Linked DNA regions of Mus musculus: regions 1 and 2 are each linked to region 3. A link is a contact called in public Hi-C and HiChIP or PLAC-seq data. All regions are on one chromosome and are shown on one strand. Each heading gives the region's core, a stretch centred on a gene start, on an enhancer-like site or on the middle of the called end of the contact. The rest is flanking DNA. Distances are from core to core; before and after follow the strand shown. Region 1 overlaps Gm9548 (a long non-coding RNA gene). Region 2 overlaps Klhl29 (kelch-like 29). Region 3 holds the start of Klhl29 (kelch-like 29).

Region 1 (2,890 bases), core at 6-2,505, 380 kb before region 3:
TTTCACGGGGGTCCCATATCAGATATCCTGAATATCAGATATTTATGTCATGATTTATAACAGTAGCAAAATTACAGTTATGAAGTAGCAATGAAATAATTTTATGGTTGGAGGTCACCACAACATGAAGAATTGTATTAAAGGGTCACAACATTAGAAAGGTTGTGAACCACTGACATAGAAGGTCAGGGTGAGGCCAAACTAGTATAGATTCCATCTCAACCTGCTTCTCAGAATAACTCATATGCCAGCAAATATACAAATCTAGAACTTGGATCCATGTATTTTAATCCAGAGCTAGAATTATTAGTTATAAAAATGTACTGCTGACAACTCAGTGCAGCTATGAATAAATGAACAAATAATAAGGTAGTATATTAGAAGTTATACGGTTTAAGGCTGGGTAAAACTGTACAGGTAACTCACAGAGCATCTAGTATGGACATAGGATACAATCATTTCCTTTGCAAAGGAGAAGCATGAAATAAAATAAGTAAGGCTTTCTGTTGAGAAAGGGAAAATGTCATAGTCACAGTGTAAGACACAGTGGTTCCTAAAAAACTAAACATAGACTTACCATATGAGTCAGTGATTCTACTCTTCAGGATGCACTTGCCCAAAACGGGGTTGGGCAGAGAGGAAGAGATGATACATAAGCATTCAGAGCAGCACAATAACCAGAAGGTAAAACTAGCTCAATGTCCATCCTCACATGAATGAATGAATGAATGAATGAATGAATGAATATATTGTAGTATATCCATATAATGGCATATTACTTTGCCAGTAAAAGAAAAATAGTCATTATATGATCTAATAAGACACCTGAATACCCCCTAACCATTTCTCTAAGTGAAACACATGAAACACAAAAAGCCACTGTATGTCTTGTAAATATACAGACTAGGTAAGTTCATAGAGAGAGTGGGGCATTCTTTTTGTTGCTAGGAGCCAAAAAAATGGAAAGTAGAGAGTATATACTAAATGTTTATTGTCAAGGATGATAACAATATTTATTATGGAACAGGGCAAAAGTAGTAGTTATATAACATTGCGAATGTTCTAAACATCACTAATCTATTTTTAATGGTTGAGCCCTGACTAATACATTTCACATGGTGGGAGTTTTGCCTCAGTTATAATAATAAATGGATTGTACAAGAAGAAGAATTACGAAGGATTACTAGCAGATGTGGAAGTCACCCTGGAGTTTAAACGACAGATGGGATTAGGTGGGAAGCAGGCTCTGGAGTACAAGGTAGAGACTGAGCTGCCTACAGGCTTAGGGAGAAGACAGAAGACGCTGATCTTGGTTGTCAGCTTGTCTGCACATGGAATCAACTAAGAGACACACTGCTGGGTGGGTCCTTGACAGTGCTCCCTGGAAAGAGTGACTGAGTTAGGACTAAGGATGACCATGCCCCAGGGGAGGCAGTAGCTCTGGCTATGGCCTAGATCTAATGAGGCCGGAGGGAAGAGCAGGGGATGATTTTAGCCTGTGAACTTCCACTCCTGGCTGTCTCCAAGGTTGTCTTCTCTGCTGATGCTCATCTTCCACACTTCACCTACATTAAGATCCAGACTTTTCGGCCTCTGTAAAACATGGACGAAAGAGCCGTGACCCCCTAATAAGCCCTGGGCTTCAGTGCCAGGCTGGAAGTACCCAGCAGGATGGACTGAGCGCTACTGAACTCTCTTCTGTGTTGAACTGCCTAGCTGGCATCCTGCAAGCCAATCTAAAAAGTTCCCTTTGTGATATATATTCATTCTATCAACTTCATCCCTTGGTAGAACGCTGACTAATGCATTTGCTTCCTTCACATTTTGCACAATTGGTCTCAGGATTACCTTGTTTTACCTCCTCCAAAACCTACACACAGCACTCAGTGACTGCAGAAATTAGCAAGGGCACTCTACATGTTTGCAGAAGGCTTTATATAAATTGTGTGAAAAGGGATACTTACTGAAGAGCAATGTGCTAATATCAGAAAAAACTGGGGCAGGTTCCAAATGACTCAGACAGCCACAAAGCACCCCAGATGACTCTGGATTTTGCAGTCAAATCTGGTTATCCATGCATCAGGTGGCCCAACCCAGTGCCAGAGGGCACTTACACCCGTCTTCCAGTCCACCACAACATGCCAGATACTGTTCCATTATCCCTCAGGACTTTATTCAGGACACAGGTCAAGGGCCTCAGCAAAACTACACCAGGGACCTTTGACCCTAGAGAAGGATATATATGAGGAGGATATAAAGATACACATCTTTTCTCAAGTCACCAACACTGTACAACTCCAGGGGCAGAGACGAGTTGAGTTGGCCTCCCTTCAGCAGCAGCCTGAGGCAGTGTCCTAGGACAAGGGAGGTCCCTGTTCAGCTGCTTTCTTGGGAAGGGTTTTGGGAGCACTCAGGAATTTAGAAAACTGCCCCCAGTGCTGCCCGTTTTCTAACTCTGAGCACAAGGTCTCTTCTGTAGGAGCCTCTCCAGATGACCTCGGATCACACCAAGGTCCCTGGATCCTTCCCACCAGCCTTCAGGACGAGTTGCAGCGGTGAAGAGGGGTAAAGAGACATTTTCTGCTCAGTAGAGAAACTGCTTTCAGCCCTGGTGGAGGGGTGGTAGGGGGTGGGCATCTAAGTGTGGAGAGGAAGGGACGGGACTGGGAGCTTTGGATAAAATCTATCAACCCAAGGACAAAGCCAGTCTAGTCTCCCTTGTTCTTTGTGAAAGAACAAAAACAGCAATAAGAGACTCCATCTCTTTTCTAGTCAAATGCATCACCTATGAAAGCCCTAAGATCTCTTCTCCACATCCTCCTTTCTAGCCCTCCCCATTTGCCGTTTCAGGTCACAGGAAGCCTTCCTTCCCACCTATACTACGCATGCC
Region 2 (3,091 bases), core at 107-2,606, 290 kb after region 3:
CCCCTGGAAGCAGGAGCGTCAGTTCCCAGTCATTTGTGGCTCAATAATAAACACACAAGCAAGGAGACATTTGCTATGTAGGGGTCCACGGAGCTGGAAGTCATCTTGCTTTGCCTCTGTCAGCTATTTTTAATCTCCTAAGATGCTGATTACTCCTTTTGCAAAGTTCTGCTTGTTGATAAATACAGGGATTTGTTGAAGGATCAAACACACCAACAGAGAGGTAGAGGCAATCTCGACTCTTTCTGCTTTTCTTGGGCCCTGAAGCAGTTCTCTGAGGCCCCAGGGTGCTGCCTGTACTGGCCTTCCCCATGGAGCCCAGCCTTTAGGCTGGCTGGAAAATAAATGTCAGCTTGGAGCACCTGAGGCCACCCCCAGGAGGCCCAGTGAAGGAAAGAGCAGCTGGAGATCCCAGAGAGACCTGAGGGACCCTGAGTGCTCCCTTAGCCCATGCAGATCTGTCATCTGGGCCTGTAGGATGGGACAAAGACTGGAAGAGCCCTAGGGGATGCCCATGAGAGGGAGTGGAGGGGGTGGGGGGAAAAAGCACCCACTGCTACCCAAGGAGAAGTCCCCTTCAGTCTCTATGCCACATGGCCACAGTGATGAGAATTCAGGGTGACAGGAAGGTCAGTCTAATGGGGATAGACGTGAGGGTGCTTTGTTCCCCAGGAAGCACTAATGGTACAAATTGCTATTATATTGATAATGAATGAGATATATGGTGTATTATAGTTATATTACATTACCGTGTTACAGGAATAGAGCAAGATTACATAATTATAGATTAAAACAACAGCGCCATAGACAAACCTGTATTATATCATTATATAAATAACTGGGTCTAATATTTTATAGCAATATGTTGCAGGAGCTGTGGTTACTGCATAAATGATAGTGGAACGCCTCACTCGGCTGGGTCATTTGCATGTCATTAGCATATCCTTCTCAAGCAGGAAGCTGACAGATTGAGCTGACGGGAGAGCTCATGGCTTGGCAATCAGCCACCTGGAATAACAAACTCTCAGGAAATTTGTGTTTGGCGGAATGTGTCATTATGCCGAAAGACTGAGGGCTAACAGCCACATAATCTTTCTCATCTCTCAGCTCTTTCTGTGGAAGCTCTTTGGCTCACTGCCATATTGGCTTAAAAAACAGATATCTGAACTTCTGACACTGCCCTGAAAAGACACTTACTTCATTGCCTGTTCGCTATATATCATCCATCCACGACTGAATGGCATCGGCCACAGCTGCCCCATAAGACAGTTTGGCTTCTAATATCCAACTCCAGAAGCAGACTCAAGAATCAGGACATGGTGCACATAAGACCCTCTTCCTAGAGTACCTAGCTCTAGGAAGCTAGTGATGGCTCTTATCCAAAGGAGACTCCCAGGGAGAACATGGGAGCCATATGCTGTTCACGACTATGTGCTGAGTGAACTCGCTGGTGAGCAAGCTCAGGTCCTTGCTATGGGTGCAGACACATATGGAGCAGAGATAAGTGAGCCAGGGGGTCTGCAGTAAGTGGTGGACAGCTGCAGGCAGGCAGGAGCATTGAGGGGCAGCTAGCTCCTCGGAACATTGAACAGAAATGCTGCTGAGTGGGAGGACGGCGCTGACTTCCCTTGACCAGCCCCCTTAGGTCCACTTCTGCTCGTCCCAGCAGCTGTCCCTACCTCCTTCCCCTCAGTGGGTCTGCACATCTCCATTCTCTCACTTTGCTCCTTCATTCCGAACTGTATATGAAGCAGATCTGTTCAGCCCTATTCTCTGCCTTCCCTCTCTCCCTGGGACTGGTAAGGGAAATCCTGGCATCCTTCAGACTGGTCCTACTATGCACTGAAGAGTCAAGCTTCCACCCAGCCCCAAATGCTGCAAGGTACTCTTGGGTCTGCCCTGTCAGCCATTTTCTCTTAAAAGCAAGCAGCTCTCTTCCCATCTCTCCTCAACCATACACAGGCTCTCCTGTCCACCCCTACCTCCTCCTTCCCATAGTAAATGGGGCCATGGATTGAGAACTCAAATGTCCCAGGGTGTAGTATTTACTTAGAATAAAGGTAGCCCTGCATTTCATCCCTAGAACTACACAAAGTAGGGATGGTTGTCCACACTTGTGAGCTCAGCACTTGGGAGATCTCGGTCTTTACAATCATACTTGGCTACTTAGAAATTACCAGGCCAACCTGGGATACATGAGTCCCTCTCTCAAGAAAAACAACAAACTTTCTCCTCTCTCTGCTAACTCCAGCAACAAGCCTGCAGCTGTGCCTTCCTTGACCTCCACTCTCTCCTGCTAACATTGCTCACAACTCCTTTTGCTTTAATTAACATCTGCTATACCTATCAGAAACCACACAGGACCCAGGAACCTTTTGGTCCTACAAGGACAAATAACAGATTCCCATAGGCTGGGAGGTTCAAAGCTCTTCAGAGTTCCCTGTGTCCCCAACTGTGTGTTTTCTCTCTTCTAGCCTCTCTCCTTCCTCTCTCTGTCACTCTCTCTGGCTCTCCACCCATCCCACCCCACCTCCTCCCTCTCCCTTCCTCCCTACCATCTCTCTCAATAGGACCTATGTTACCCAGAATGTTCTGGAACTTTTGGGTCAACATCTGAGTGCTGGGACTCAGCCATGTGCCATCTTTTCTTGCTTATACCATAAAGTCCCCTTGGTACCCGCAGGGTACAAGTTCCAGGATGCCTGTAGACTCACATTTGCAAGTGCTCAGGTCCTCATATAAAACGGCATAGTATCCACATCCAAATACCTGTACACATCCTGCTGCAGACTCTAGATGCTTCAAGTCACTTACAATACCTGATACAATGCAGATGCTGTGTAAAAAACTGTTATAATGTGCTGCTTTGAAAACAATGGAAAATCTGGACATGTTCAATACAAATACAGTTTCAGATTTTTCATATCTGTAGCTGATGGCATCTATGGATGCAGAATGCACAGATCTGGGGCCTGGCTGTTTAGTTAACTTTCGTTCAAGCCTTTAGACTTCCTCCTACCTATACAAAAATTTACTTAACATCCCCAACCATTAAAACAAAACCAGTTTTGTGCCAGAGTTTATTTCCACG
Region 3 (2,986 bases), core at 14-2,513:
AAGGATACACAACCCCTGCACTGAGTTTACAGCCAAAACAGCAGAGCTGTGGGTCTGACAATCACAGGAGGCCCCTGAGAGAAAAAAGTTCTCCCTCCTCCCTGGCAAAGACATGAGTGGAGCCTAGTAAAGCCTTCCCAGGACAGCCAGCCCAGATCAGCCTTAAAAAACAGCTATGTCCCTCCCCTATTACCCACCCACCCCCGCCCCCAGTTTGAAATAGGCCTCAGTATTTGTGTGGATGGGGTGGGGGAGGTATGGGTGAAGAGAAATGAAGAAGGAACCCACCGACTATAAACTTCAGACTTTAACCTTCAGACTTGCCTGAAAGATGGAGGGGAACTGAGCCACAGGCTTTCCCTCTGAATCTCAAAACAGGTGAGGGGTTCTGTGGGTCTGGGAATAAGAAAACTGACCTGCAGAGTTAGCAACCCAAGGAAGACAGGCACAGAAAAGAAGTGTGCTGGAGAGATGAAAAAGCTCACACCCACACCGGTAGCCACAGGTCTCCAGCCAAAGTTTCCTCTTAGTGTTCCAGTTAGGGTCTGCGTAGACAGCATGAAGAGAGGAAGACTCGGTCAGTGTGGATCTTGGGAGGGTTGGCTGCAGCTGGAGTGTCAAAGCAGGCCTGTGTGATCTGAGCAACCCAGGGAGGTCTGTGAAAACAGGAAAGTTCGCATATGCTCAGAAGTCAGGGCAGATGCAAGAAGACAGGACTGGCATGGCTCGCGGTGGTCTTTCAGAGATATGGACGTTCCCTACTCCTTCTCCAGGCTGGAGTGTCATAGGGAGGGCGGAAGCTGAAAGACGATTGGACTTTTCTTTCTCAAACTTTTCCACCAGTTTCCTCAGGTGTTGAGAGCAGCAGGGAAGCTCCCTTCAGTCCGTTTCCTTGAAGCCCGGGCTCTCTCGGAACCCGGAGGCCATGGCCCAGCAGCCCGGCCATGCGTCGTGAGTCTACCGGCGCGGCCACGGAGCCGGGCGAGCCGGGTATCTTTGCAGGGGGCGGGGGTGGCGGACCAACCACGGACACACCCGCTGGCATTGAGCCTGGGGCCCGGCGCGCGGCTGCAGGGGATCCCTGGGGCCCCGGGAGCCAAGCGCTGAGCCGGGCCGGGGGCGCCCCGCCTCCCCCACCCTCCGCCCCCGCCTACTCGGGCGTCTGTGATTGGCTCCGCCCGTCCCTGGCTGCGCGCCGAAGCCCGCCTCCCTCGCAGCTAAAGCAGACGGTACCCGGAGAGGAGCGAGCCAGAAGGGAGCATGGTCCCCGCGCCGCGGCCGCGCCAATCCCCGCGCCGCCGCCGCCGTCGCCGCTGTCCCTGCCACCGCCGATCTAGCAGCAGCTCTAACCCCGGCTCCGGCTACCCAGCGCACGTCCGCAGCCCAGGTCATTGGCGAGCCTAAGCTCAGCCCCCTCCCGGAGCCCGAGCCCGGAGCCCGGCGCCCGGAGCCAGCCCCAGCCCCGCGGCCGCCGCGGCTGCGGGGAGAGGGCGGGGGCGATGCTGCCGGAGCCGCCGCCGCTGCCGCCGCCTCGATGAGAGCCGCGCCGCACCGCGCATAGCCGCGCAGGCTGACAGGCAGAAAGACTGACTTCCCTCTCCCGGGCATCCTCCCTGGGCTGCCGGGAGGCGGCGGCGGAGGAGGAGGAGGAGGGAAAAGGGGAGAAGGCGGAGAGCAGGAACGAGAGGAGGTGGACCTGGATCCGTTTCTCCGGGCCAGGACTCGAGCGGCCCCAGCTACCGCTACCCGCCGGCGCCGTCCCCTATCCATCAACCCTCCTGCACCCATCCGCGACCCTGGGCTCTCTGCGCGTCGGGCCGGGGCTGGAGCGGCGCGGCCGCAGGTAAGAGCCGGATCAGGTTGGGGCTCTTGGGATGCCTAACGGGGCAGAGGGGAGGGAGTAAGGGTTCCCAGGGTCCTGGTAGCTTCTGGGCCAGGCAGGACTTGGGAGTGTGGCCCAGAGCCTGGAACGCTGGGCTCGGCTCTGGCAGTGGCGGCGGCTGGAGCTGGAGCCTCCCGCGTCTGAGCTCGCAAGCCTGCAGAAGCCCTTGCGCCTGCGCTGCTCCGGGGATGGAAAAAAGGGGGAAAAAAACTTCCTGCCCCCGGGTGTGTTATGCAGGGAATGCCTAGGGGAACTATCGCAGTGGTCGAAGGTGCTAGAAGCAAATACGACACCAGAGTCGGGTAGCGCTGGGCCGGGCCAAGCCGTGTGCGCCCCTCTCCTGGCCACCTCCCCCTGCGCGGCCCAGGGCCCCAGCAGTGCCGGGGGACCCAGAAAGCACTGGAAAGCTGGTCCCCAGGGCGGCCGTGTGCCCTGCGGGTTGGGGAGATGCGCGCCTGTGTGCCAAGGGAAGCTAGATGACGGGTTCTGCCACTCGCGTTCTTAGACCCAGCATTTGGGGACCGGGTTTCTTCACTGGATCCCAAGTAACTTTCGAGGTGGAAGAGCTTGAATATCATCTGAATGGAACCCACACAGACCGTGTTGTGACCTCCCCTACATTCCCTTGACACCTTGTGGTTTCCAGCGGGGGTTGGAGGTGGGAGGACAGCTTCAGGGATGCGAAGGGCGGGGAGGTGGTGGCGAGTGGAGAGGGGTTGTTTATGTGTGGGATAGTAGACCGGAGACACGTAGGTGGGAGTGTGGCCGCGCGCCCAGACTGCCACGGGCCATGCGGGCTGACCGCGGGCTCACGTCCGGGTCTTCGTGGCCTGGAGGCAGGAGGGTTATCTGTGGTCGCGCGCTGGTGCCCTCGCTGGGCAGTGTCGGCCCCAGGCCCTAGGGGAGAGAGGCGTGCTCGCTCCAGCCCAGATCTCGGAACCCGCAGCCCAGTTTCGTTCCGAGGCTGCTCCCGGGGCAGGTTCGGTGTGCGTCGCCTGGGGAAGGTGGAGACGCACTGCCTGCCTGCGGCTGTTCTCCCAGGAGCCGGCGACTGCAAAGCGCGAGTCTTGGATGCCTGGGTCCGCCTGCTGAGAAGCCCGTTCT

Evidence for each region. Hi-C and Micro-C count contacts between places; a contact is called where the count stands out from the background. HiChIP or PLAC-seq counts read pairs in DNA pulled down with a chosen protein or histone mark.
Region 1: a Hi-C map of muscle stem cells shows a contact between it and region 3, with 2.7 times the contacts expected there. The contact joins the enhancer-like site here to the promoter of Klhl29 in region 3. A contact is called at or near these places in 1 of 39 promoter capture datasets (hippocampal neurons), 4 of 484 Hi-C or Micro-C datasets (cerebellar granule neurons, cortical neurons and muscle stem cells), 6 of 115 datasets of contacts at active chromatin or transcription factors (SST interneurons, embryonic midbrain, embryonic stem cells and 3 more) and 1 of 9 other capture datasets (adipose tissue).
Region 2: an H3K4me3 HiChIP or PLAC-seq map of forebrain shows a contact between it and region 3, with 4 times the contacts expected there. The contact joins the enhancer-like site here to the promoter of Klhl29 in region 3. A contact is called at or near these places in 2 of 39 promoter capture datasets (embryonic stem cells and hippocampal neurons) and 7 of 115 datasets of contacts at active chromatin or transcription factors (embryonic forebrain, embryonic hindbrain, embryonic stem cells and 2 more).

What each region holds. Positions count from the first base shown.
Region 1 is chr12:5,753,241-5,756,130 of GRCm38.p6, reverse strand. The region is part of intron 2 of Gm9548 (a long non-coding RNA gene); the gene reads right to left. Among named protein-coding and RNA genes, the nearest start is that of Gm9548, 14 kb to the right of the region's middle. Within about 2 kb of position 1,255, at least 5 of the 459 cell types and tissues checked have an H3K27ac peak or open chromatin away from gene starts, as enhancers often do. A contact at or near this core is called in muscle stem cells, where this site is marked.
Region 2 is chr12:5,086,271-5,089,361 of GRCm38.p6, reverse strand. The region is part of intron 11 of Klhl29 (kelch-like 29); the gene reads left to right. Among named protein-coding and RNA genes, the nearest start is that of Atad2b, 170 kb to the right of the region's middle. Within about 2 kb of position 1,356, at least 53 of the 459 cell types and tissues checked have an H3K27ac peak or open chromatin away from gene starts, as enhancers often do. A contact at or near this core is called in embryonic forebrain and forebrain, where this site is marked.
Region 3 is chr12:5,373,959-5,376,944 of GRCm38.p6, reverse strand. It overlaps Klhl29 (kelch-like 29), which reads left to right and starts at 1,263. Exons shown (of 14, transcript NM_001164493.1): 1 at 1,263-1,843. It overlaps 2810032G03Rik (RIKEN cDNA 2810032G03 gene), which reads right to left and starts at 1,225. Exons shown (of 2, transcript NR_015579.2): 1 at 417-1,225.